Regions from separate parts of the Mus musculus genome. Here regions 1, 2, 3, 4 and 6 are each linked to region 5. Evidence: chromatin contacts called from public ChIA-PET, HiChIP or PLAC-seq and promoter capture Hi-C data. All regions are on one chromosome and are shown on one strand. Each heading gives the region's core, a stretch centred on a gene start, on an enhancer-like site or on the middle of the called end of the contact. The rest is flanking DNA. Distances are from core to core; before and after follow the strand shown. Region 1 holds the start of Cacybp (calcyclin binding protein). Region 2 holds the start of Tbx19 (T-box 19). Region 3 holds the start of Rcsd1 (RCSD domain containing 1). Region 4 holds the start of Mpc2 (mitochondrial pyruvate carrier 2). Region 5 holds the start of Prrc2c (proline-rich coiled-coil 2C). Region 6 holds the start of 4930523C07Rik (RIKEN cDNA 4930523C07 gene).

Region 1 (4,367 bases), core at 1,146-3,645, 2.5 Mb after region 5:
TCCTGGAGTCTGGGCTTCTGTTTCCCTTCTTCCAGTTTGATCCCTGAAGGGACTCTAGCCAGCATGAGCATGGCACACGTGGCTCTGGCAGGCCTTGCTCTTTTCCCCTATACCCTCTGCCCACTGAAAACCTTTAGATCACATTTTTAAAGTCAGCCACCAAGGTCTGTTCCATTTTTGAACATTTCCTGAGGCTATCAAGGTCCAGCTATCAAAGTATTTAAATCCAGCAACAAAAAGCCCCCCTTTCCCACCCTAATAAACATGACCAATTAAAATGAAACACCTCATCCTAACAGGGCATTTGACTTTTATAAACTGCCTAAGGGCCAGTTGATACCTTTCTAACAGTCCCAGGAGATGGTGCCAAGTCAAAGGTGCTAAAAGCAGGATGTCTCCAGAAACCCAATACCCACTTAAAAGCCAGTGTTCCTCCCTTAACAAATCTGTTCTTTTTTTTTTTTTATTGTAATTGTGCTTCTTTGGGGATGCTCCTTTGTTCTCTCCCAACCTGGACTCCTCTCTTAATCAGAGACAGTCCTTTGTCCCTCTAGGACAAATAGCCCTTCACTCTCTACCTTGCTCCTTTCTGCTTCTCCTAGGCCTCTATCTGTTGCTTGTCCCACTAGAGGAAATAAATCTTTGTGTTGAGAATTTGGACTTGGGGTGTCTTGTGCCAAAACCAGTCCCTATATAACTCAACCATTTTTGCTACTTAGGTCTCTTGTTTGAGTCAGCCTCTCTTGGTCTGAGAAGGTTAGGCTGACTCCATGACAGGCTTTAAATTGACCGTTTGACTGGGTAAGGCCAGTCCGCAGAAGCTGCCTCACCACCTGGCCTGAGGCAAGGACAATGGGTCGGCACCAGTTTCCAGACTTCTTCAGCAACAGTTTTTAGTCTCCATGCCCGAGTAATGGAATGTCGATAGAAATGGGGTTAGAGGTCATCCCCTAGGGAATAAATGGAATCTCCTAACATGCATTAAATCAGGCCTTCAAGCTCACTTGGTTGACTCTTTATTTCTGGTAATGGGAGACTCCAGCACCGCTGGACTTCTGCAGAATAAAACACTCTGTGCGTTTACATACTGTTTGAGCCTAGGGTATGATTCTTAGACCATTCATGGACTCTTACAGGTTCAAGGCCCCTCTTGCTCTTATGTTGTATTTAGTCTAACAGTCATGTTCGACCTGGACCCTTCCCTCTGCCTGTCTTCCTTATAGCTACAAAAAAAAATTAAAAATAATAAAAAAAATCTTCTCCATACTTTAGAAGTAGCCATGTCCTCCTCCTTTTTATTTCACCTTTTCATAAACTTCAAAGGGTGGCACCTTTCTGTCATTGTCCACTCCAGAAAAGGATTGTTTTTATTTTTATCACTATAGGCCATGGGACTGGTGGTTTGAGACTTTTATTTAAGTTGCAACTATACACGACATACATCCCTGTCTAACTTGTCATTTTGTGCAAGTTTGTGTGAGAAGTTCGTACAGGTTGCATGCCTTAATGTTACATTAATATAAAGTGTAGTGTAGCAGCATTTTCCTTGACTTGCTGATGCTAGTAACTCCCCTAAGCATCTGTAAGCTGACAGCAGATTGCTCTACCTCCCAATGGGTACTGTTTGTTTTCTGTCTCGGTTTACTGGGTGTTATGGACGTCTCTATGCTGTCATAATTAAGATAATTTGAAAAACGGTTTTACGCTGGGGGTTTACTAATCCGGGCTGCTGCAACCCAAAGTCCTAAGAATTCCTCCACATTTTACGTGGAAATTCACTCAATCCAAACCCTGCTGAAAATACAAAATAAACCGCTAGTAAAGAGCGAAGGCAGTGGAAAACTTCGTATCAAGAGCTCATATAGGCAAGGGAGAATGGAGCGTTCGGCCACTTGAAACCGTGCCGCTTTCCACCACGGCGCCCAGAGCCAGTCAGGAAGCCCGTGCAACCTTCCTACAGTCCCACGAGATGGCGCCACGTCAACGGTGCTAGACGCAGGACGCCTCCAGAAACCCAAGGCCCACTTAAAGCCATTGTTCTACTTAGGAGCCTTCCTCCCTTAACAAATCCGTCCTTTTTTGATGGTAGTTGTGCTTCTTTGGGGGCGCTCCTTTGTTCTTTCCCGATACCTCAGAGCTGCCGAAGACAAGATGGCGGCCTGGCAACTCCGCATCGCACCAGCGGAAGCAGCCCTTCTCGAGACACTTCCTATCGGGTCCCCAAACCTTTGAAGGTTAGTTCCGGGGCTAGGTCTGGCCGCGGTTGCGAGCTGCGACTGCGCAGCCCGGTTCTGCCGGCGCGGAACGACGTCTCAATCGCTGGGGCGGAAGGAAGTGGCTGGACGCCTCCTGAGCATTCGATCGCTCGCGAGAATTGAGCGTTGCTAGGCAACCAGCCTGGGGGCGGGACTAGACTCGGAGGGGCGGGGCCTTGGGAGGCTCCGGTGGAGCCTTGCGAAGGTTCCAGAGCCGTCTCGTGCGGAGGGCGGGCCGCCGTGTCGCGCCGGGTCTGTGGAGCTCGCTGCCGGCGCTGCGACGCTCGTGGGTGGCGTGTTCGGCTTTTCCTGTCTGCTTCGGTGCACCGCTGCAGCTCCGGCCTCGGGTCTGACGCGCGACGGCATGGCTTCCGTTTTGGAAGAGGTAGGGGTCGGCCTGGACCCACCGGCTCGCGCCGCCGGGCGGCGGCTGCTTTCCCGGGGCTGATGTCCTCGGCTCTGCCCCCGTCGCGGGCCCGCGGCCTCTACGCCGCCGCCTGCCTGGGCCTGAGTGTCCCGGCCGCGGCTGGAAGGTCGGGGGTGTGTCTGGATCCCAATTTTTGGCGCGGTTCGTGGTAGGCTCGCGGGTGGCGGTCCCCTCTCTCCATTGCCTGAGGTCTTCTCGGCTCCCGGTTCCTGGCCAGGGATCAGAAACCTTCCTGCAAAGCTCTGAGCTCCGGGCCGGGGGCCATGGGAAGGAATTCCCATGCCCGCATGACTAGTCATGGTCACCGCTTTCATTTTATAGGTGGTTATACATACATTCTCTGTATTATTTCTAAACGCCCTGGACAGTGCTTATGGTTTCAGTTTTTATTTAGCAGTGCCAGTGGCGGACCTGCAGGCCTTACACACGCTAGGCAAGCTCTCTACCGTTCCGGTATACCCCCAGTCTTTATGTATAAAAGCAATTTTTAAAAAGTTACTGGGAATTGAGCAGTAGGTACGACTAGGAAATTGCCTGGCGTGTGTTTTTAGATTTGTAAAAAATGAATGTGAATGACTTGACTTTTTGGATCCTCGAGGTCTCCATAGCAAGAGTAATTGAATTGCCGGGTTTTGGCCAATACAGGTTTTATGTGATTGACATATTGTTTTCACAGAAACATTGGCTGTTAAGATTTGCTTTTCGGAAACTTCTCCCTCACTTAGAAATCATGGGCTTTAAACACATAAAAATTAGGAAGTTAAAGTATTCATCTGGGTATCTTGCGACAAGATAGGCAGGCACCACGTGCTCACTGGGAGAGTGGAGAGGGTGGCTTAACAGTTGTGCAGCATTAATTGTCTCCAAAAGAGAAGGGACTTTAGACTTGGAGCTATGCATATAGGGGCATGTTTTTCTTCTGAGATTAAAATTCACCTTATTCAATCATATTAAGATGTGAAATTCAACTTTTTCTGTCGTACAACCATCAGTGTTACCTAGTTGCAGACTATTTTCGTTTCCTTAAATAGAAATCCATTGTAGGTGCTCCATCTACTTAGGCTGGAGCCTTAGGATTTTCTAGTTCAGTCGTGGTATCAGTATGGCATTCCTTTGGGTGGTTGAATACTGTCCCATTGTACAGATGGAATTCCTACTCTTCTGTTTCTCCATCTTGCCGATTGTGATTTCTTGTAAACAAGTTTTGTTTTGTGGGCATGTTTTTAGTCCGTGTAATTGCCAAATAATAGGGAAAGTCTTAGGAAGCTACCGTTTCCACAAGAATTGCACAAAAGGTGCCATTTCTCCACACATTCACTAACATTTGTTATTTTATTGGGTGGTTTTTGTTCATATGCTAACATCCACATGAGGGTGTAGTACCACCTCATGCATTGGCTATGCATCTTCATAGCTGTGTGCATCTATTTGTGTGTGTACCTGGTGTCCAATTCCATGTCTTTGTGGAGGAGAGTTGGGTTCTTCCATTTTGAGCAGTTGGGTGGGAGTAGGTCTCACTGAGTACCCCTCACTTGGTCTTTGAGATACACTTGCCTCCAGAGTGGCAGAACTAAAGGCATGTGCCACCAGGCCAGACCGAGCCCCTATTTAACAACTGGGAAACAGATTCAAAGGGAGATAAATGTTTATGTATAGAAAACAAATGCATGCCAAGAAGGCAAGAA
Region 2 (4,537 bases), core at 227-2,726, 2.4 Mb before region 5:
TTTCCCCCTTGAGCAGTGAGTCCTACTACTCTGCCCTCTAGCAGGTCCCTGCCTGGTCCTAGCCATGACTACTGGGTCCCCTCTTCTGGATACTCAACTTTCTCTGTGTCCTTTCCGTCACTGTTGAGATGCCTTCTCAAATCGCCTTTCTACAGCACAGCATCTAATCAGGACCCTCCCCACCCCAGCCCCGCCTCACCTTGCATGGCTTCCTCCACCACTTCGTCCTTTTGCATGATCTTTATTTTCTTACCGTGGCTGATAACCAAACTACTTCATGTCACTTCTTTCCCCTGTCAGATGGGTCGTTCTACGAAGATATCGCTTCTCTTCTATCACTTCTGTGGAGTGCTTAGTAGGTACTCAGTTCATGTTTGGCATCCTCCACATTCAGACTCCCCCTAAGTTTTCTGCTTTTATTTCCCCATTGCTCTGACATTCTTGTTTTCTTTTATAACAAGATAAACCAGCACCCTAGGCTCTCCTAGGGTTGGGGTGTTCCAGCTGTTTTGATGGTCTCCTTCATGGTTTCTACCTCCCCATCCAGCCACCCTGTGCTGTGTCTTTAGGAGAAGTAACCGTTTCTACTAATTACATCCTCAGGGAATAGCGGGACTCAATCCGGAAGGACAGCGTTGGCCACGGCTGTCCCAAAAGAGAACTGGGAGCCTTTTTGGACCAACGATTAGCATCACTCAGTCCAATGATGTAAAACGTTGATTCCCACCCAGGAGGCGCAGAGTTTTTCTTAGAATAGTTCAGGACAAATTACTTTCCCCCTTCCTTTCACTAGGACTGGAGATAAGAGAGACTAGGGGTCTGGATTCGAGGGAGGAAGATCAAAGTTCAAAGCTGAAAATGAAAAGGACCTTAGAGGTAAAAAGGGTGTGAATGTGGGTGGGTACAGTCAGTGGGGAGATGACAGAGGAGCTCCCTAGGGGAAAGAGGTCTGTAGTTCTTTTCCTCCTGACTTCAGTTTCTTGAGTGTAGCATGCAGAGAGACTTCCTTTATTCTCAGGTCTTGTATCTTGGCACAGAGCCCTTCACCCTCAGCATAGACTGCTCTTGTCTGCAGGGCTTCTGTGTCTGTTCAAGTTGCTAGATCAGGGTGGAGGGAGTTCAGCTGACTACTCTGCCAGGACAGCTTGCCCAGACAGCAAGTTTGTGGCTCCCCTGCCAGCACCTCCTTTTCTATAGGTGCCACATGCCACAATTTATACGCAGACATGATTTGACTGATTGTTGCAGTCCGGGCCTGGAATAATTTTAATTAACGGGAAAACGGTCCTCAATACACCGATTAGACCTCTTCAGGTACAACAAGATAAAAGCCTGATAATTTGGATGGAGTACTCTTCTTAAACGTCTACTGTAGGCAGGGCGGCCAATGGGAAAGCCAGGCTGACTCCCACCTGATCCAGTGAGTAATTAAGAGAGCGCTTTTTCTTCTCCACCTCCCCCCACCCTCTCCTCCCTGCTCCCCAACTGAAGCTTAACAGGTTGGTGGTATAATTTGGAGACTTTCAGGGGTGTCACACTGGAAGCTTTAGCAAGAGCCAAGGCATCTTATTCTACTCCCAGACACTGACCAGCTGGGGTCGAAAAGCCAGCAAGTGAGGGAAGGAAGGAGCCGGAGGCAGAGAAAGTGGGAACGGCTCTCAGCAAAGTTTGAAAGGGTCTACAGCCATGAGTGAACTGGCCACACAGAAGGCTGGCGAAGGCACTGTGTCTCGCCTGCTTAACGTGGTGGAAAGTGAGCTCCAGGCAGGGAGGGAGAAGGGAGACCCTACAGAGAAGCAACTTCAGATCATCCTGGAGGATGCTCCCCTCTGGCAGAGATTCAAGGAAGTCACTAATGAAATGATCGTGACCAAGAACGGCAGGTGAGTTTGACTGCAGCCCACTTGTGCTAGCCTTTGCTTGGCGAGGAAGGTAAGACACCTTTGGTAGTAAAGAGGCTACCACTCTTCGTTCAGAGGCAGCAGGCTCTGAACATCTTAAAGACAGTCTCGGCTGGCCGTCACTCAGCCAACTTAATTTCTTTGAGATAATCAGAGCAGTGGAAGATGGAGGCCACCTGTCTTACCTACATGTATTATATGGGGAATTATTTTGCAGGGGAGCATGCCCCATGCATTGGGGAAGTGGACTCAACTGTCAGAAACTGGTATTAATTTTTGAATGACTGTGTCCCCTGGAGCAGACCTGTGTTCAGTCCTGTTCAGATAATGTGAAAGTTGACTTTATTTGGAAACTGGATAGTTTGTTCTTAAGCACAGCACACCTGTCTGTCAGACGATTTTGACTAGTTGAAGACTGGGATTGAAAGGGCCACATGGCCTATCTCTCTCTGCCTGCTTCCTTGTGCATGTTGAGGGAGAATGAGTTTCGATTGTGTGTTTCACATAGTTAGGAAAGCTGGCGTATAATAGGGAATGAAGCTCTAATGCCCAGTTTTAGGAAAGAGAAGTTTTCTTCTTTCATTCTCCCTGCAAAGAGTGGGGATTGTCCATACCGCTCCCTGCTGGCATTTCTCAGATCCTGTGAAGCTTAGCCTGTTAGGCGCCTTTGAGGGAACTTTAAAGCTTGAGCTTAGCAGAGGAGATGCAAATGTTTTGAAAGAGACTCCCACTGCATGCTCACACATCTTTGGGTACCTATGGACACAAAGTACCCGAAGGACATTTTCAGTAGTGTTAGTTGAGCCCAGACTCTTTTTCTTACACCTTGAGAGAAATTTTGCTTAGAGAGAAAAGTTGAAATTAGCTGAACCTCAGGCTGACTTTTGTCGTTGATAAAAAGCCTTCAATTTCTGGTGTCTTAGCTTTGTAATTATGAATAAAACACAGCAACGAAAGAGAGCTGTCCCTTGTACAGCTGGGAGGATTATGAACGTGAGAGCTGTTGCATGACAATAAACTACTGTAAGACAAAGTTATACAGTAAACACACACATTTTATACACTGCGATCACAGTAGCAAAGCTACCAACCTTGTGTAAAAGTGACAGTCTTTTACTTTCCACACAGACTCCCATGTGTGTACTATACATTTATGGCTTTGAATATTTGAAAATTTAATTTCACACGTTTCTTTTCTTTGTATAAAATATTTTTAATTTCAAAGGTCTACCCCACATTCTCAATCGGATTCGGTCCCTTCCAAAGATGAGCGCAGATGCACTTGTGACTCGCAGCTGTCATGTGGGGAGCACTCTGTGTGTGTTGGGTTACTGAGTCACCACGCCGCTAGCTACGTTCCATTGTTTGACCCTGTACGATGATCTAAAGAAGTACAGCCAATAGACAAAGATATGGTTCAAGTATTTTCCTAAAGGCAATAGGATCTTCAGAGGCGTTGCCCAGTCCAAACTGATAGTAAATGATAGCAGAATGTACCTTTGCCACTTGAAAAGAGGGCCTCTTAACCTTTTTTTTTAAACCTCAGAAAAATTTCTTTCAGTATTTAAAGTTCCTTGTGCTTAACGTCACTCCTATTAATTATGTGAATTTGTGTGTGTGTGTGTGTGTGTGTGTGTGTGTGTGTGTGTGTGTAAACAGTGTACTTGTGGCTAAAGTAGTTCTCTGCTGTGAGTGAAATCTTTTTCTTAAATTACCTTACCTCTGCTGAGCTCTTTGGGGTAAAGATTTTCCCAGGCATTGGGCAGTGTGCTTTATGCTTTAGAGGAGGAGGGGCTTCAGGTGTGTGTGTGTGTGTGTGTGTGTGTGTGTGTGTGTGTGTGTGTGTGTGTGAGACATCGATGGAGCTGCTCAGGACCTGCTTTTACTCTCCTTGGGTTTCAGATTAAGACCTACTTTATTCCCTTCCCACAGACCACACCTTTCCAGCTTTATCTTCTCCTCACTCTCCTCTTCCTTCTCTCTCCCCGTCATCTCTTCCCCATGTCTCCTTCTCACCCATTCTTCTCCAGATTCCCATTCCCACCTTCCTCCCAGTCTCCCCAGCAGGTGGGTCAGCCGCCCTTCTCCAGGGGGAGCTGCTTTACCGCCTGGCTCTGTGCATTACCAATGTGTGGAGTTTCCAGAATGTTCGTTTGCTTAGATCAGCGAGCCAAGCCCTGAACACTTGTACTCGAATGGCTCCCTTCTCTCCTCTTTCTGCCTTGCTCCCATGGCAGCACAAAGGAGGAAGAAGAGAAGGTTGCCCCTTAGCCAGGTTCATTTCCATGTCTGGGTAGCCTGGGAACGCCTTTCTCTACTGTTTACAAGTCATATCACAGCTATCTGCACAATCTGCTTCTAACCTGATGCTACCGCTCTCTACCTCTGGTTTCTATGGACTTCACAGCTGCACCTGAGCTCATGCCTGCTTACTTTCATGTATGACATTCATGGGTCATGTGTTTCATAATCATACAACATACATGCACATGAACACACACATGTGCACACGTGCACACACACACACACACACACACACACACACACATACACACACACTCTTCAATCCTGACAGCTCTAGTGAACATCTGATGACAGTTACTATTTGTTTAGCAGAGTGAGGAAAGTGTTTTTGA
Region 3 (4,676 bases), core at 131-2,630, 3.0 Mb before region 5:
ATGAAGCTACATGCTTTTAAAATAGCTGCTCTTTCCAAGCATCTACCACCCTGAGAAGATGCAGAAAATGAAGATCAGATAAGAGGCTTTTCTAAAGGAACTCATCTAGAAAGCATCGGACTAGAATCTCACCCTCTGCCTGCTTCTGAAGCAGAGGTCTTGCCCCTATATGCTGCTGAGTTCAATGAACAGAGGCTGCCCTGACTTCATGGTTTACAAGGTAAGATTTAGAAGGCCTGTGACGTCAAGATCTATAGACCAACTGTGATGAGAAGCAGTCGGGGCAGCCTTTGCAATGTGGGTGAGTTCTCTGCTGGTTTGTGGTAGTGGTTTCTCTTGGGCTCTTTGCACAGGGGCAGCACCAATGCCCTGTGCTATGGTCCACCAATGTGTTGGCTCTCTCTCTCCCTTGCATAGCAGGTCTGGGTTTGGAGTACAAAGTTGAAGGATGCTGTAAGAAGACACACAGGCATCCTTATCAGCCAATTCCCTGAAGAAATGGGACCCTGAAGAGACACCCAGAGCTATAACCCAGTAGCAGCAGACAATGGCCTCGGCACAGATTCAAGTCCCTACATCCCTCCCACGCAGCCTTAAACCGACATTCCCTGGGGAGAGTTACTAAGCGGGGGCCTTATGTGAATTGGATGTTTAGGACCGTGCCCTTTGCTATATTTAATAGGAATGGGAAAAAGGTCCTTTAGCAAGCAGCATGTCGAAGCAGATATTCCCACAACCCCCTAAGCTGCATGCATCAGAGCAGAGGAGAAGAGTAGCCTGCTGCATGCGGCAGGAAACTTGGGGAAACTTTGCTTGGATTCCTCTCCTTCTTCATACACAGATAGATAATAGATGGACAGACTGATAATTGTTTCCTGCAAATGGAATCCAGGAAAAGAGGTATCAAAGCTAAGGCTACTGAACACAGGAAGGCCAGGTATTAGGTTAAGTAATACAGGAGAGGATGGGGGGAGGGGGAGGGAGAAGGAGGAGGAACGGAGGCTGGGAAAATTGGTATGAAAAGAAGGAAATGGCAAAGAGAAAAAGGATGAAAAGGCAATTCTAATTTGAGGCACAAGGAAAGTAAAGAAGGCAGGCTAAAAGAGGGAGAGTTGAGGTGGTCTGAAAAAAGTGCAAAGCCCAGGGTCCTGAGAAACTTCCGCGAGAAAGGGGGCGCGGCGCTGCCCAGCCCATGTTTGGGCAGATTAATGGAGTCGTGGCGGCTCGGGCTCTTGAGTCCTGCCTTGGGAGGGACAGTATCTGTTTAGATTTGTGTCTAAATTTAAACCCCGATCCGGCCTCCCTCTCTGCTCCCCTCCACTCCCCTCCCCTCCTCCTGCGTCCCTCGGTCCCTCCCTCCCTCCTCCTCCTCCTTCCTCGTTCTCTGGCGCAGGGCCCCCAGCTGGGGCAGTCCCGCAGCCGAGTGCAGCCAGGCGCGCGCCGCCGCCCACTCGCCCTGTGCCCGCTACAGCCCCGAAAGTGACCCGGGCTGGGAGCCGAGGGGACAGCGGGGATCGTGGGCTCTTAACCCGAGAGAGCGGGCGTATCCGCAGCCGGAGGAAGACTACCTGGAGGACATGGAGGTAAAAGACCGGCGGGGACACGGGCCTGGGGGAGAGGGAGGTCAGAGCGCTCCTGCCCAGGTCGCCGTTCCTGCTCTCAGCAGGGAGCACGCAGCCGAAAGGTCGCGTAGGCCAAGTTGAGAAAGGCTGGTCCTTGCTCCTCGGAGACCCCTGTGGGCAGGCGTGGGCTTGTCAGGAAAGGACTTCAGGCGAAGGAGGGGCCTTTGTAGGGGTTCAGGTATTCTGACTGTGCACATACGTGCTTTGGGGGGGGGGTTTAGAAAATAAAACTTAGGTACAACTAAAGTCATAAACGGATAAAGGTGTGAACCAAGAACCCCAAAACAAAACTCCAGCAACCCTGACTCAGGCATTGAGAAACAGAGTTGGCAGTTGAAGCCGGGACTCTGCCCGCATGGCTTCCCGTTTTGATTGCAGTGTGGCTTTTCCGACCAGTTGTTCTCTTACTTCTGATGCCCCTTGTTTCTGTCACATCTTCTTTCAAAACTTTCTGAAAAGCTCCCTTGCCGCCGATCAGATAAACTTATTTCTGAGATATTAGAGGCTCTCCAAGATGCCCTGCCTCCTGAGGTTGTGTGCACCTTGGGGTGTGGTAGCCGTATCTGAGAGGTTTGCAGGGGCGAGTCCCAGACTTTCTCTGCGCTTCTCCAACCTCAGTGGAGAATACTGGCCACTACTTTCCATCCAGCTAGTTCATCTAGCTTCCTCCTCCAGGTCTATAGATTTCCAAAGAAATGTTTCCCTTCAAACCCAGACCAGCTGCAGGTGAACTCAGAGGCACAGCATTGGCAAAGCCCCAGGTTCAACTCCCAGGGTCACACACTCAAAGAAAGAAAAAGAAACTGTGACCTTTTATTGTATTCTAATCAATCTCAGTAGGACCTGGGATTTTCAAAGAGGAAAAAAGGAGATGAAAACCCACAGGCCTAAAGGTGATTCCTCCTCCCACTCAAAAGGAAAGAGCTCCTCCTTAGCCCAAGGTCTGCGGAGATCCCGGGCACAGAAGTTCAATCCCTTCCAGGCTTGAGTCCGCTCATCTCTTCTGAGCTTCACTGTCTGCTCTAAAAGAACAATAGCAAGGCTGCATATTTAGCTCAACCAGTTGTCCTAAAGTAGCAAGGTTGCATTTTGCATTCTGGGCACTTGGGAGTGCTGAGTACCTGGGGGGCTGGGGTCTGAGATGGACTCTCTGTAGCGACTTGTGCAAGTCAGGAAGCAGTTGATTAGGGTAGCTAGACCACAAAGCGTTCCAGATGGATCCCTACAGATGGTCAAGACCTTGCAAACTCAAAGCAATAGGATTCTCTGTGCTGACTACTGCTACAGGACAGAGGAGAGAAACAGAGGGGGGACCTGGGAGAGGTTCATAAAGAAACTGCTGTACTTACGAGCCCCCTCCTCGAGGAGGGCTCAGGGTACCTCTGGTGACAAGCCAGAAGCCAACAGAGCTGTAATGGACACAGGATGGAAGCCCAGCTGGACTTAAGCAAGGTGTTGCTTGAAGGCCCCCAATGCAAGCTCTAACTTTAATCTAGGGAAACACAGAAGGGGCTCCCTTCCCAGGCCCACTTCTTCCTCCCTCAGCTGAGGAAGAAACAGAGGGAGTCCAAGGCCCTGAAAGTATCAGCCCAGCAACTTCCTGTGTGGCTTGGTAGGCGGGAGGCACGAAAAGAGAAGGCCCTCCTGTCTACAAGCTGATATACACAGTAGCGGAAAAGGGTTGGATGGAGAGAGCCAAATTCCTATGTGCCAAAGGCTGGACCAGCACAGGGAAATTGCCTAGTCAACCAGAAGGCCAGACAGATCCGCTTACACCCATTCACCCTGAGGTGTGCCATGGCCTTGAGGGCCCACGGTGACTGTTTTTGAAGTTCCTTTCCAGAACCAGTCACAAAAGCCCAAACAAACAAGCGAAACACCACAACAGGTAGCAGCTGAGCTGTTGTTAAAGGAAGTAAAGAGGAAACAGAAGACAGAGGAGGCTACGAGATTCTCAGCTAGGAAGTGAAAGTCAGTGACAGGTGTAATACCTGCGCATGATTGGAGCTATGGGAGCCCTGAAATCGGCCTCCCATAGCTCCAATCTTACTTATTTATTTGAGAAGAAATGGAGTTGCCCCATGTCCCCATATTGAGCATTCAACCCAGGGCCGGTTAACCACATTCAGGCTCTACCCCACACTTGCCTACCGCAAATGTTAGGGAAATCTTCAAATCCCTGTGACCACTGTCTCGGCCACATTAATCACACCTCAGCCTTATAGGGACCTCCCTGGAATAAACAAAAGCAAGATGGCACTTGACCTGTGCCTTTCTAACACTCCCAATCCAATCGAGGAAATGAGACTCACACATCCTGTCCCTGTGTGCTTAATGAATGCTTCTGCAAGCGTGGCGTGTATAGGCCAGAGTAGATGCTGCTCAGAAGCCCTGAGAGAAAGGCAGTGACTGGGAAGAGAGATGTAGGGACAGGGAGAATACACTGGCTTCCTTCAGGGAGGCAGAATGGCTGATTGCAGGGGCAAATAGGGGGATCCCTAAAGGAAAAAAAGTGAAAGTAACAAGATAAAGTCGTGGAAGCAGTGAGGTTCCCCCAGAGAGGTAGCCACTGGGGGCCAAAATCTAAGCCCCCTAGAAGGCATTCCTTTTTCTCCTTCCCTAGCTGTGCTCCCAACTCCTACCTTCCTGTAATTTACCATTTTCAGACCTTGAAGGCGGTTCAAGAATGGCCCTGGATTCTGCCTCACAGACAGTAGGAAACCGAGAAGTCTGTATGAGGTAGCAACCATAGCACCACACATTGCATGTGCAAGGTGCTCAAGCGACAGAGCCCCTCAGAGGCTCTGGATGGGGTGTAGCCTGACTCCAAGAGAAGGAAAGAGAGTAAAGACCATGTGCTGGAGGGCAAGCAGAAATGCCTGCATTTGAGTTCACCAGGGTGCCCAGAAGAGAGGACAGGGTGCTTACATAGCAGGTGTGAAGTCCTGGGTTTGATCCCTAGCAGAGGGACAGAAGGAGGTGGGGGAGAGGAAGAAGAAAGGAGAGGAGGAGGGAGGGAGAGGATATATCTCACTGTCTTACTGGTGGATGGGT
Region 4 (4,669 bases), core at 517-3,016, 2.7 Mb before region 5:
GACCTCAGTTGATTTTGTAACATTCTGATCATTACATAGATTGTCAAATTATTATCTTCTGAAAATCTCTGCCATAAAACATAACAAAGCAGAAAAATGTAAAAACTAATAGGTAACTAAACAAACTTCATCAATAAAGTTCCTTAAAACAAGTTTTATAATGGTTTTCATACTGCAGTAATGCCATTAAGTGTTAAAATTACCATCTATGCAGAGGTATAGACCATTCTGTTATTAGAGTGGACACCAGATTTAATAACCAGCCCAGGCTCTAGAGAACTGCCTCATCCCTTAGAACTAAACCTTCCTCTGGGCATGGTGGCCCACACCTTTAATCCCAGCACTTGGGAGGCAGAGGCAGGTGGATTTCTGAGTTGAAGGCCAGCCTGGTCTATAGAGCTGAATTCCAGGACAGACTGGGCTATACAGAGACGCTGTCTCAAACAAACAAAGAAACAAACAGAACTAAATCTTTCTAATATCAATTGTAGACTATGGATTTAATCTATGTAAAGGCAAAGTTCACTTTTTTGTTAGCAACTCCATTTTTCCACTGTGAGTAAATTTTTCTATTTGCTCAATTTTATGCTTGAAAGACTTCATAATATAATCAGATTTTAGTCCTCACCCAAGTATTACTATCACCCATTTTGTATTAGAAATAAACTAATTTAATAACTGTGATAAAGAGCTAGAGGGACAGGGGCCTTCCAGTTTCTTAAAGAATTATTTTAACTACAAGAATTCTTATCCAGTACTTGTGACAGCTAACATCCTCAAAGAATCAAGCATATGTTATTTTTGATTTTCACACTGAATACATTTTATATGAATTAAGACAGAGGTATAGAATTTTGCCCAAGGTCACATCTTGGTGAGCGGTGGAACAGAACTGTATTCATATCTGCCCACATAAAACACAGATATAACCTGGTCAGTGATTGCATAATGACTGGCTTATTATACTGGGTCTATGGAACCAGGTTGACATTGACTGAACCGGGAAGGGGAAGGGGATGGGGGTGGGGAGCGTCCAATTTTGGGGAGGGCTCACTTAGCAGGCCTCTGCCAAGAGGAACTAAAGTATGACCTTTACTCCAAACCCTCTGCTGAGACCAGACAGACACCTTTTCAGCTCTACCCCACGTGTGCGTTAGAAATTCACGGAGGGAGAAAGGGGAGGAGAAGGAGGGTTTCATGGTGGCCCAAGACCCCTTCGTGGCTCTCAGGAGTTAAGTAAGGTTCAAGTCTGGAGGAGAGGTCGGGAGTGTGAGCAGTGTTTAAGGGAGCGAAGACATCAAAAGTCAACAAGGGCACTGGGTGCTGATACTCGGTTTTTGGAAAGAGACCTAAGATGAAACAAGGTGAAAGACTAGGAGAATTGATGGATTCCCTTCAGTGGCGAGATGAGGGCTCTGGGATTCCGGTAGCAACTCAACTGTCACAGGGCCTCTAATGTCCCGGTTTCGGAGGGAGAGGAACGATCTCCGTGCGAGCCGTTCAGGATTCATTACCTGCCGGGTGGTTGTAAAGCGGCCTCAATTTCTTTGGCAGCAACAACTCCACTTTATCCATGAGTCGGTGGTAGGTGGCCCGCAGGCCTCGGGCGCCGGCAGCTGCCATCGCGGCGGCCTAGGGATCGACAGCAGCAGGGTGGGAGCGCCGCTGTGTCCGCGTTCCTGGCTGACAACGAAGGGCGGCTCGTCACTTTCTCTCTGCAGCGCTGGGGCGTCCGCCTCTGCCCTAGGGCGCCCTTCCCCGGCTCTGGCAGCCAGAGGTGAAGCACCTAGAGGCCGAGTCCCGCAAAGGCTCAGGGGGGCGGAGCTCAGCAAAAGCCCGCCCCGGCCCGCCTCCTGCGAGCGGGTTGGGGAGACCGAGGGGGAGGAGTCATGGCAACAGGTGCTACAGAGGTCGCCGTGCTGGGGCCGCTAGAGCTAGGCGGGCGAGGCGTTGCGCAAGCTTAACGGCCTGCTCTAATTGGCTGGCCTCACAGAGCGGAAGAGGCGTGGCCAGAAATCATCTCCTTCCGGCCCTGGAGGCCATGTTGGAGAGGGGAACCTGAAGCCGCACTTCCGCCCGGTCCCTCACTTTGACTAATAAGCTTTCTGGGCTTCCCTCTCCCGAACTGAAGATGACGCTGGATACCTGTCGGACTTCCTCTTATTTACTTATTGTTTTTGAGTCGGTGTCTTCGCTGTGTACCCCAGGCTGGCTTGGATCTCGCTATGGTCCAGCCTCCCGACTGCTGGGATTGCATGCATGGGTCATCACGCCCGGTTTTTTCCTTTGACTCGAGAGGCGTGAGCAAGACAACCTCAGCGGCTTCCGTCATGCCTCTCCAATCCATTAAGGAGTAGGCTAGAGCGCCCTCAAGCTCCTCTCCTAGGGTGAGGGCAATCGTGACGCACAGCGGCTTCTGTTGCCCGTGTGCATCCTCTCGCGAGAAGGGCCGGGAGGGGGCGTGGTCTAGGGAGGAGAGGGAGGAGCTCGCGGCCGCCTCCGCCTTCGCCTCCGCCTCCCGCGGGAGGGGGGTCGAGGGAGGGGACTGTTGCCGATCTCTAGATGTTCTGGGTAGTCTGAGGAGAGTATGAGGCGAGCCGTGGCCCGGGTACCTCTCCGCTCCCGGGGAGAAGGCGCGGCCGTGGCTGCCGCCCTCTGAGTCGCGGCGCCGGCGAGGCCCCGGGGCGCGCGCATGGTGCTGGTGCCGCTCGGGTGTTGATCGGCCTGTCCCCTCCCTCTCTTCCCCTCCCCACCCCCCGCGGTGGTCTCCCCTTTCCCACCCCAGCCCCTGCGGAGCCATGGCTCGGAGTGGCTCCTGCCCGCACCTGTTGTGGGACGTGAGGAAAAGGTCCCTTGGGCTGGAGGACCCGTCCCGGCTGAGGAGCCGCTACCTGGGTGAGCGGGGGCCCCGGGGCGGCGGCGCTGAGGTCGCCGCCCAGAGGTGGGGGAGGGGGCGCCGCCGGGGCTGTTGGCGACCGGACCGAGCCCCGACCGGGGCGCCCCGCAGGCTAGGTCTCAGGTGGGATGACGGCGATCCGCGCCCGCTCCTCCTAAGGTCGGGGTCCCCTTTGCAAGCTGCCAGGCGCGGCTCAAGCTGGGCTTCCCTCGGAGAGCCGGGCCGTGGGGAGGCGGCACTAAGCCCGGAAAGGTGTTGGGGTCGCTCGTGGGCTGGGACTCCGGAGAAGACTCCGCGAGCCTTACGGAGATGCCACGTTGAACGCCAAAGTTGGCGCTTTTGCTTTTCTCCGGAGCTGTCCCCGCTCAGCCGAAGACCTCAAGGTGTTGCTTGTCCACCTTCTTCTTCGGCTTCCGCAAGGGGTTAGATGTCGCCCGAGAGAGACGCTGTTGACCACCCTCAGGGACTTGACACCCCAGCCGGGCTCGCTGTAAACCGTGGCGCTTAGCCCAAACCTAAAAGAGATCGCGGAGCCCTCCCCACCCCCGCGCCTTCCCAGGTCCAGCCTGCTGTCAGTCCCGTAGACCTCTTTTAGGTGGTGTAAGGTTTCACGTTCCTGTTCCCACCCCTGGAAAACACACTTGGCATTTTCTGTTTCTTAGTTAAGCTTTCTAAAAACAACCTTCAGGACTGTGGACGCAGGGTTCCACCTTTTTCGTTCTGTGTACCGTGAGTTTTGTTGAGTGTGTTGGGTCATGCCAGAGTCAACTAAAAAGTCCTGTTTCTTCAAAGTGCCTCCTCCCCCCAACTCTGTCATTTCTTTGCCAAGTGAAGCGATTTGTTGCTGTCATTTTTTTTTTTTTTTTTACTAACAACAAAAATAGAAAGAAATGAAATCTCATTACAGCCAATACTACTGGCTGTAAATTGCTTAAAGGACGCCTAGGTGTGCGTTTTAATGTTTTTAAATGAATGTTATCATTGTAAGAATTAAATACAAAAAAGCAGAAGTCCCAGAATCGGTCCCATTTGGATTTCATGCCACTGCCCCTAGAAATGTTTCTGTTTTGTGATTATTTTCCTTGATTTATTTCCTTCTTAGAAATGCATACATATATAAATACTAGTGCCTGTATGTGCACCCTACATGTGTGTGAATGAAAACCGGATGCATGGTGGTGAAAGCATTTTTCTCCCTTGCTTTTTTCTTCACTGCGTCTGGAGATCCTTTTAGACATAAAAATGTGTGTAAAACATTACATAGTACTTAATGAAGAATTTTAATGTTCTAAGTTTTAGTCTCTTTAATTTTTATTTGAAAGAGACTCCTTATATAGTCCAGACTAGCCTTAACTTTTATCTCATTCTCCTGATAGCTGGGATTACACTGTAAATTTTCACCTGACCCTGTCCCCTTTTCTGTAATATGTGTTCACTGTCATGACTGTGCAAACATCATTTACATATGTTGTAGTAAGTACCTAGACTGCTTGTTTTTAATATTTGTAAAGTCCTTTTTAAAATCCTTGTCTTAAAAGAGGTGTGAAAGTTTATTTTAAAATTTAGTTTGTGTAGAAAAAACAGACTTTTACCTTAATAAAGCAAATGCTAAAGTTTTGTGTGAGTGAAGTTATAATTTAGTCTTATTTCAATTGGGTTTGGCTGTGTATAATAAAGGTAATGAGAACATGGTCAGTGGGGCTCTCGAGATGGCTCAGCGGGTGAGGGTGCCAGCTACCAAGCCTCTGCTGCTTCAGTTTGTTCTCTAGACTC
Region 5 (4,217 bases), core at 780-3,279:
AAAAAAGTTAGGAGTGCCGACTGTCCTGAGTTCAAATCCCAGCAACCACATGGTGGCTCACAACCATCCGTAATGAGATCTGATGCCCTCTTCTGGAGTGTCGGGAAGACAGCTACAGTGTACTTACATATAATAAATAAATAAATACATAAATACATAAATATTAGAAAACATACCTTTAATCAGGATCTTTTAAGGTGGGAAGACTCACCTCTAATCTGGGCTATGCCTTCAGCTGGAAGCCTATCCTATATATAAGGACATTGAAGAAGGTAGCTTTTGCTATTTGTCTTCTAGCTCTTTCCTCACTAACAAGAGTCCATTTCTTCACTGGTATTAAAGTCTTCTTTGGGATTCCAGTATGTACTGAAAACCAACTGAGAAATCTAGCCTTGTAGACTGAAAAACCTATTGAATTCTTGGACCTTCTGTTCATTGGCAGCCATTGTTGGATTAGCTATACCAGAGTCCATAAATCATTCTAACAAAATCTCTTTCTATATATACATAGAGATTCATTCTATAAATTCTGTTACTCTAGAGAACCCTAATGCACAACTCTTAGAAACTCATGAATTAATATTCTGTTTGTACATGTCAGTCTCATAACCAGGTAGATGTCAGCATATTTGATTGTTGGAGGGATCCTGCATTGCTCAAGAAAGATACTTCAAGTCCAGGATACAGAAGACTGGTTCTAATGGATTGTGGGAAAATAACCAAGGTGTTTTCTTGGTGAAAAGACAGGCCTCTCTCTGTCCTGTTCTATCAATCAGCAAATTATGTCTCATTTTGGAAGGTCTCTGAAGGGGCTAAGGGTTATAGTTCAGTTGGATTAGCACTTGCCTAACATGTTGAAGGCAAGCCCCAGATTCGAGCCCCAGAAATGCAAAGCAAACAAAATCTAAAACAAATGATCACAAATGTCAATTGGGGAAGAAGTTACTTGTGGTTACTGCGCTATTATTTTATGGTTGTTCTAACGTTGTGGTATCACCCCATGAATACATGCCAGTTGCAAGCGGAGGAGTTTACTCAGACCAGGACAAGAATCTTTGGATTTATTATACACTATAGATATCTCATAAAGTAGAGAAATATCACATACTCGTGGATTACCTTCTTTCCGTTGGGGAAAGGAAGACCAAACCTAGAGACTTGCATATATGTGACAAGATACTACGCGGCACTGAGGTACATGCTCAGCCCCCAGGTAGAATATTATCATTTTCCTTCCTCACTTCGGGTACTGCCTTGTCTCTACTATACACTTACCTAGTAAACATCTGCATGAATGACTCTTTTTTTTTTTTTTTTTTTTTTTTTGGCTTTCGAGACAGGGTTTCTCTGTATAGCCATGGCTGTCCTGGAACTCACTTTGTAGACCAGGCTGGCCTTGAACTCAGAAATCCACCTGCCTCTGCCTCCCAAGTGCTGGGATTAAAGGCGTACACCACCACGGCCCGGCCTGCATGAGTGACTCTTAACTGTTAGTTTTCTCTGTTAGGTAGTTGTTCCAAGAGGTAAACATTGCCAGAGGAGTCAGAAATAAACAGTGCCTTATTTTACACCAAAATTACAAATGCCGAAGGTGGCCTCAGCAAAGCACGCCAGTCGCTTTTGTCCCTAACACTTGGATTATTTTTTTCACTCCGAGGTAACTTCGGTCTTCTCAAATTGCCACCACACCATGGCCCCTCACTTTGCCCCCCCCCCCCCCCTAAGAACATTCGGTCAAAGCGCAGGTTGTAAACGTTTATGTTCCTCCATCAGTTGTTGTCAATGCACGGAGACAAACCAAGTCGTGATTCCTCACGGAGGGCTCAAGGTTTTTGGAATCTTCCCAGGTGGAAAAGCTTTGTCTCCGAAATGGCTCTGCTTGACGAACTCCCTCCTTCCAGTAGGAGGTAGCGTTGCCCTCCGCCGCAGTCGAGAAGCGGCGGAGGCTGTCACGTGACCCCGCAGCCTCAACCCCTCCACCCCCCCCGGGGCGGTCTTGCGGAGATTTGCCTTACGTACGCAACGTCATGACGTAGCACGTAGGGGCTGGCTAGCCGCCATCTTGCTTCTTTTTCTCGCTCGCTCTCACCCTCTCAGGAGGTAGCGAAAGTGCTTTGGCGGTTTGTACGGCGGTGGCTCGGGCTTTCGGGACCGAGCGGCCCTGCGGACGGTCTCTCGAGGCAATCTCCCCTCCCCTGACCCTGATCCGTCCGGGGCGAGCCCCTTGGAAGCGCGCAGACTTGGTTCTCAACCCTGGCGGGTAAGGAGAGCGAGGGCGTCCGGACCGTGAAGAGGCCCGATGGAGGAGGGAGGGAAGGCACGGGCGCTGGAGCCAGGCCTGGGGGCCCGCGGCGTCTCTCCCTGGGCTCCCGGCGTCGTGCTGTCCGCGGAGATCCGGAGCAGGGCTCGTCGCCCATGTGCGCGGCGTGTGCTGCGGCGGGGCGGCCCTGCGATGGCCGAGGGAGCCTCCGCCCGCGCGGGGCCTGCGCGCGCCGTTTTTCCACGGCGTGGAGGACGGTGCCCGTGGCGGCTCCGAGCGCTCTTAGTGCCTGCGGATGCTCCTGTGGTGATGGCTGGCGTTTGCAGCCAGCGGTGTGTAGTCCAGGGCGGTCGTAGAGGCTCTACCAGGACCCAGGACCAACGAACCCCACTTCCGCTGGGGACAAGCTGAACAACTTCTTGGAGGATTTGAGTAGTCTTTTCCTCCCTCTAGGCCGCTCCAGCCCGGCATTTGTGGGAATACGGCTCGGCTGCTGCCTGATTTTCAGAGAGAGCGTTTAGTATTACTGGTTGCTAGAGTAGAGACCCTAGTTAAGACCGAAGAAAAATAGCATGGGAGCCAGTGAGGACTCTTGCTTGATTTTGCATATAAGGACCGCTCTGATCTCTTTAAAGGGGATGTATATTTGTTTGAAGTGTGTTCAAGATCTTTGGGGTGGGGGGATCCAACTTGCCTAGTAATTCCTGACTCTTAAAACTACCCGGATTTCCGCATTGGCTGGTCTTCAACCTCGGTTCATAAATTCATACCCCAGCAGGATACTTAGAATTGTACAGTAGGCGGCCCTCCTGTTAGGGTTTCTCTTTGGGAATGCACCAGAAGAATCGGAAGATGCTTGCTTCATCGAGTGCTCAGGAGTCAATTCCCGCTAATAGACGTTACAGAGAGGGTGGTATGAAGCGGCCACCACGTCTGACCTCTAGCATTTTTTAAAAGTAGATTTAAGCTTCCATGTTGGTCATTAAGATGCTGCTTTGGCTGGAGCCATTTTTAGGTGTGTGTCACAGATGCACTGCAGCATCTTTTCTGGCTGGCTCCAAATGCATTGATTCTCCAAAAATTAGAAATAGATTGAGTTTGCATATAGAAAAGAAGTTTTTATATGATTTTTCTGGGATGAATTTGTCATAATAAGCTTTTGGGTTTTTTTGGGGGGGGTGTCTGTAGGTGTGTGTGAAGAACATAGAATGCTGGCTGATCTCTCATTACTTAACCTCTAACTGTATGCTCTCAAGACCTTTATATACATTATCCTTTTTGATCCTAGTCTTTGAGGAAGGAGCTCTTATACTTGGTTTACAGATGAGGACAAGATATTTGAGAGATCGAAGTAATTTGATCAAGGTCACAAATTTGTAGTGGTGCTGTAGTCAAAGCCATACTTTCTAAACCCAGAGGGGATGCTCTGAACTATCAAAGTGTTCATTTGGTCTTGTACATTTATAATTGTTGCTAAAATAAGGCACATTTTTAACTGGTACTTTTTCTTTAGCTTGCTTGGGTGTTTGAACATTGTTACATGTGAAGGTTAAAATGCTGCCAGATGTAAACGTAGTGTCTGTTTGGTGTCATAGGAAGACTAGGGGAAGACAGAAATGGGCTTGAGGCCAGCCTAGGCTGCGTAGTGAGAGCTTGTGAATGTTCAGTTTTGTTTTGTTTTTGAGAAGTGATTGTGAGCCCATCCCTTCATTATAAACTAAAGATGATATCAGTACCTCTCAGGCTTGCTGTAGAATTTAAGACTGAGTAATGCTCTTGTTACTGTGGTTAGTGCATAGTAAGTAAAAGGACAGCTAAAGATGAAGGGAAAGCAGGAGAGTCCTGGAAGAAGAAACTAGTGTTCAAGCAGTAAAATCTGTTCTCAGAATAGCCTAAGTCTTTGGATCCGTAAGTAGTTTCTTTTTCCTCTTCCACTCCTCTTTACATTTACATACTG
Region 6 (4,699 bases), core at 307-2,806, 2.7 Mb after region 5:
GGTTGATAGATCTGAATTTTAGCTCAAAGCTAGGAGAGACCCTTGCAAAACTATCCTACCCATAACTATAGAATGTGAAAATTTAATTAAAAAAAATTACAAAACACAAACAAACCAGACACAGCTGCGTTTAACGCAGCAGTACCTTTCAGTTGCAGGGCTCTTTAGGTGGCGTTGATAAACTTTGTAAAAGGGTTAAGAACAAGATGCACCCGTGTCCATTTAAGACTTGTTCTTGGTCCCCAACAATACTTCAGAATGAAGATTCCCTAAAATTAGCTCCAGGTTCTCTCTCTCTTTCCAATGGTGGATGTAGCATAAAGGCTTTGGCAGGCAGGAGCTTGGAGTGGCTTGGGTGCTGCATTCCTAGCCTTCCTCATTGAGCAGACTGGGCAGAGCAGGCCTGCGGATTCTCATGGCTGGCTGGCTGGTGTTCATTAGGGCAAGCACTAGTCTTTGCTTTGGGTTCCCTTTCAGATAGGCAGGACTGGTGTTGAAAACAACAGCTATCCGGCTATCATTTACTTAACTACTGTTACACAAATCATTCCTACATAGCCCTTCAAAACAGGACCTGCTGTGTTTTCCAATCCACCTTTCTGGGTGGGAAGAAGATCAAGGACCATTTAGAGAGTTGGGAAAGTTCAGGAAAAAAAATGTGTCACACAAACTCTCTAGAGACTCAGAATGGCATACAGATCTCACTCCACCCCTTGGCTCCAGGCCACATTTTCAGTCTGGTAAGTCTTTTAGCCCCATTGAAATTATAGTTTCTTTTAGAATGAGTTTGTTTGTTTGTTTGGTTTTGTTTTGTTTTTAAATCCCAGAGGGTATGATTTTAGGAGCATCTCAAATACTGACTTTGCCCGTTTAGACAATGTCCATCTGGTCCTTTTCAAATGGCTCCTACCTGCAGCTGGTGTCAACTGGAGCTGAGAACTCCACCCCAAACTCCAGAGGAGCCCATGTGTCAGGCCAGGAGCAGAGAGAAGGTGAGAGACCTCTAGGAGGAAAGAATGAAAGCAACTGTGCAAACGGCTTCTTAGAAATAACCCCTTTATCTCACTTCTCTCAGGGGCGGATTCACTCTTCTATGGGAAAGTCCCCTTCCACAGCGGGGCAGCTCCCAAACTTATTTTGAAAACAACAGCACAAAGCGATACAGAAAGTTTTGAAACTCACCTTTGGGTCCGTTGGAAGGCTTCCCGCCGGCGGGACCGCTGGCTCTGTTCCGGTGCTCTGAAGTGACTTGGGCACAAGGGTGAGGTCTGGGTCCCTGCTCCTGCCTCTCCCTCCCACTGCCAGGTCCCGGGAGAGAGGCGGCGCTGCCGGTCAGTGGGTGCCACCAGTGTGATGTGGAGGAAAGCGCCCCCTGCGTCCCTGGCTGAGGTTTCACCGCACCCAGCTCTGCTACTGAGGTCAGGAACGCAACTTCCTGAATCTGACTGGCTGGCTCTGTCTCTCCTCAGCCCAACTCCTACCTTAAACTAGGAGGCACACGCCACAGCACACGCAGCGCGGGTGTCCTTCCTCCGGGTCTCCCGGCCAGTGTCCCCACTCCGCCCCACTGTGACGTTCTTTTGCCCCTCCGCCCCGAGCACGCCTCCTTCAGGACGCCAGAGCCAACTTTGCTCACAGACGCGCCAGTGTTCCCAGAGACGTGGGGTGTAAACTCCCAACCCTGGCCTAAGGAAAAAATAACAGCCCCGTGCTGTGGAATAAAGTCACCTTCCAGGAAAAGGGCTGGGGTGTCTAAAGGGAGAGCAATCCCCGGTGCCTCGTGACAAGGTATCTTTGTGTGTGCGCTCCATGGGAGTTACCTGGAGATGTTAGGAGCGCAGGAGGCAGGGACAACTAACTTCAAAAGTTCTCCCTTTTCATTTTATTTACTCCTTGTGAGCTTATATTCAGATCTCTTGTTTGTCTAACTCCGCCCCCAAATGTAAAGGTGGGGTGGTAGAGAGCTTGCTCAGTGCCTCCAAGGCTTCTGCAGGGAAGTTGGGAAGGTGTGATAGGCAGAAGCGGCTGTGGAGTATCTAGGGGCTTCCCCGGAATGACCTTGAGAGATCTTGCCATGATAAAGACCGGAGGTTCTACTCATTGGATTGTAGGTGTCAGGAGGGTGCGCAGCTGGTGCTTGCTTTCCAGTGGCTGGGCCTGAGCCATAGGGTCCTTCGGCCTTTGGGTGCCTGAATTAAAATGATTGGTGAAGCTAACTGTCACAACCGGGAAACAAGAGAGTTCCGGTTTACTCAAGAGAAGCCAGCTGGCTCTGGGTTGAAAGGCCAAAGAGAAAACCCAGCATTCATCCAGAAATGCCAAGGATAGTTGGTCCTGTAGTCTTCTTCCAAAGGCAGATTAAGTAGAGGTTTTCCCCCAGAAATCCCACAGAGAGAACTCGATCTAGATCTGTTGTTGTTCCTTTGAAACCGAGTCTCACTATATAGCCCCGGCAGGCCTGGAACTCACAATGTAGAAACAGGTTGGCCTCACAGAAATTTGCTGGGTTTAAGGACGTGTTTCACTATGCCCTACATAGATCTAGATTTGAATGATAATAAGAAGAGTGGTCCAAGTGATCTGTTGTGGGGGTGGGGTTGGGGGTGGGAGTAGTACGGTTAAGTGGGTAGGGCAGGGGGACGATCAGGCTCTGAAAGAAGACAGTTTTAGCAAGAGACAGCTATAGATGGATTCCACCAACAATTTAGTGGTGGATGGAAGGCTTCCATTGTGTGTCAAATCTGAAGCAGGGGTCTAGGGTCTAATGGACCAGGGAGCTGGAGGAAGACAGGCTTGGGGAATGACAGGAAACCTTAAGTGCAAACCCGGTGCGGTGATTGGAGACCGAGTCTCCCCCAGGACCTACACCGGACCTGTGTGAGATGTAATTTGCCCCCTTCCCCTGAGGATGGGGAGTAACTTTCTTCTGCAAGGTCATTGCTAATGTATAGTGGAGTTGAGATCTGAGTCTGAGTAGTTCTATCTAGTCCAGCCTATCCCTCATCACCATATCATCATCAGGAGAGAGAGTGGCTTCTATGGACAACTTCTGGGTTAACACCTGCTGAGCAGGGGGGAAGACAGTGGAAAATACTTTCCTGAACAACTTTATGGACAGGCTAGGCTGATGGTCACAATGCTTTCCAGAAACAACAACAACACAGAGAAATGAAGAACCTAAGGCAGTCACCATGAGCTCAGCACTTCAAAAACCAGATGCTTATCTGTAGGGCGGCATCCCAATGTTGTCTTAGTCCACAGGAAGACAGATCCAGAAAAAGTCTAGAACCTATCAAGTAGCAGCGACGTTGTGGCAGTCAAATCAGGGACTTACTAGATGACAAGATGCTTGGTAGGCTGTTATTGAGTTGCCAAGGCTACAGGGTCTATTGATGTTTTAACGTAATGAGTGAGCATCTGGCCAGCAGGTTTTCCTTTGGGGTGAATGACGCATCCCTTATGAGAAAACAAGTTAGAGCACCCACCTACTGTGTCTCCCCTTTGGCGGTGAAGTCTCAACTTATATGAACTCATGAATGGCCCCAGGCAACCACGGTGCTGGTGCAGTCTTTAAAAGCTTTCTTGTTTGAGGTAAGGATCTTTGAAGGTAGTCAAGAGGTGAGTGGACTCTAAGTGGAGTGAAATGGAGCGTTGACACATCTAATTAAGAAACAGAAAGCCCCCAAATAGCAGATTTGTGAACCAGGACTGAAAATTTAAAACCTTTTTGTGGGTGACCACCCCTCACTGGCTTTAGCACCTGAAGAGCTCTGGTTCCATATTAAGAGTGTTAAGGACAAAACCTGTGGGTTCCCTCTCTGCTGGTGTGGGAACTGACAGGGTATTAAACATCACGTTTTAGCCTGTGTTGAAGGTGAAGACTAACTGCACTCATTCTCTCTTTGTGCTGTCCTATTTCTGACAGGTCAATGGCAGTGTTGGCCAGGACGGATTCATCTGTGCAAGCCATCTGTGGGAGACAGTTTCCCATTAGGTCATACACCCTGAGTGCAGAAATCAGAATAGTGTTGTGCGGCAACAACAAAAGGGGGTGGCTTTTTCAGTGTGGGAAATATTTAACAGAGAATATTACGTTATTATCACCTAAAACAGGTGCATTCTTGCCTGCAATGCTCTACGAGGCTCGGGCATGTCCAGCCACTTACCACTGCGACACAATAATGCCGTCTACAACATTTGCACAGAGACTGAAATAAAAACACCTACACCTCTCAGTGTTTTAAGGCAGTTTATGATTTTGTGCTAGTCTGCATGTAGAGCTACCCTTGGCTACATATGGGAGCAGTTCCTGAGTTGGAGAGGCTTGGGAGAAACGAAAGCAGGGGTACCGGAAGAAGGCAGAAGGGCTGCTGGCCAGACAAAGGCTGTTAGGGGAAATGGCGAAACCCTAAGATGAGCACAGACTTGTTCTTCAGATCCTGAAATGCAGCAGCCTCTGAGAAAGGCAAGTTCAGGACAAGTTGGTGGGAATACTCCTTCACACAGTGGATAATGAATTTGTGGAATGGATTATCTCCCAGAGGTGGCTAAAGCTGGCAACGTAAGTGGATTTCGGAAAGCTTTGGACAGAGGTGTGAATGACAGAACTATAAAAGAGAGATGAGGAAAGCTGAGTAGACCTAGTGCTTGGGAGTTCAAGGTGGACCCACAGTATGGACCTCTAGTCTTTGTAGCCAAG

Evidence for each region. Promoter capture Hi-C pulls out the DNA fragments that hold promoters and counts their contacts. ChIA-PET counts read pairs in DNA pulled down with a chosen protein or histone mark. HiChIP or PLAC-seq counts read pairs in DNA pulled down with a chosen protein or histone mark.
Region 1: an H3K27ac HiChIP or PLAC-seq map of thymic regulatory T cells shows a contact between it and region 5, with 12 times the contacts expected there. The contact joins the promoter of Cacybp here to the promoter of Prrc2c in region 5. A contact is called at or near these places in 2 of 39 promoter capture datasets (liver and pre-B cells), 2 of 484 Hi-C or Micro-C datasets (embryonic stem cells and natural killer cells), 3 of 115 datasets of contacts at active chromatin or transcription factors (astrocytes, embryonic stem cells and thymic regulatory T cells) and 1 of 9 other capture datasets (liver).
Region 2: a promoter capture Hi-C map of hippocampal neurons shows a contact between it and region 5, with 5 times the contacts expected there. The contact joins the promoter of Tbx19 here to the promoter of Prrc2c in region 5. A contact is called at or near these places in 2 of 39 promoter capture datasets (hippocampal neurons and pre-B cells).
Region 3: a promoter capture Hi-C map of pre-B cells shows a contact between it and region 5, with 4 times the contacts expected there. The contact joins the promoter of Rcsd1 here to the promoter of Prrc2c in region 5.
Region 4: a contact with region 5 is called in a promoter capture Hi-C map of pre-B cells, with 10 times the contacts expected there. The contact joins the promoter of Mpc2 here to the promoter of Prrc2c in region 5. A contact is called at or near these places in 4 of 39 promoter capture datasets (cranial neural crest, hippocampal neurons, liver and 1 more) and 1 of 9 other capture datasets (liver).
Region 6: an RNA polymerase II ChIA-PET map of memory CD8 T cells shows a contact between it and region 5, with 2.8 times the contacts expected there. The contact joins the promoter of 4930523C07Rik here to the promoter of Prrc2c in region 5. A contact is called at or near these places in 3 of 484 Hi-C or Micro-C datasets (CD4 T cells, CD8 T cells and regulatory T cells), 1 of 115 datasets of contacts at active chromatin or transcription factors (memory CD8 T cells) and 1 of 9 other capture datasets (liver).

The regions. Positions count from the first base shown.
Region 1 is chr1:160,210,920-160,215,286 of GRCm38.p6, reverse strand. Cacybp (calcyclin binding protein) reads left to right here and starts at 2,395. Exons shown (of 6, transcript NM_009786.2): 1 at 2,395-2,640. The coding sequence starts at 2,620.
Region 2 is chr1:165,157,712-165,162,248 of GRCm38.p6, reverse strand. Tbx19 (T-box 19) reads left to right here and starts at 1,476. Exons shown (of 8, transcript NM_032005.4): 1 at 1,476-1,883. The coding sequence starts at 1,687.
Region 3 is chr1:165,704,798-165,709,473 of GRCm38.p6, reverse strand. It overlaps Rcsd1 (RCSD domain containing 1), which reads left to right and starts at 1,380. Exons shown (of 7, transcript NM_178593.3): 1 at 1,380-1,583. The coding sequence starts at 1,578.
Region 4 is chr1:165,458,357-165,463,025 of GRCm38.p6, reverse strand. Mpc2 (mitochondrial pyruvate carrier 2) reads right to left here and starts at 1,766. Exons shown (of 5, transcript NM_027430.3): 1 at 1,515-1,766. The coding sequence starts at 1,623. Dcaf6 (DDB1 and CUL4 associated factor 6) reads left to right here and starts at 2,563. Exons shown (of 19, transcript NM_028759.1): 1 at 2,563-2,895. The coding sequence starts at 2,799.
Region 5 is chr1:162,738,368-162,742,584 of GRCm38.p6, reverse strand. It overlaps Prrc2c (proline-rich coiled-coil 2C), which reads left to right and starts at 2,029. Exons shown (of 35, transcript NM_001081290.1): 1 at 2,029-2,260.
Region 6 is chr1:160,041,237-160,045,935 of GRCm38.p6, reverse strand. It overlaps 4930523C07Rik (RIKEN cDNA 4930523C07 gene), which reads right to left and starts at 1,556. Exons shown (of 3, transcript NM_001162896.1): 1 at 1,183-1,556. It overlaps Gm37294 (predicted gene, 37294), which reads left to right and starts at 1,619. Exons shown (of 2, transcript NR_168324.1): 1 at 1,619-1,788; 2 at 3,926-4,235.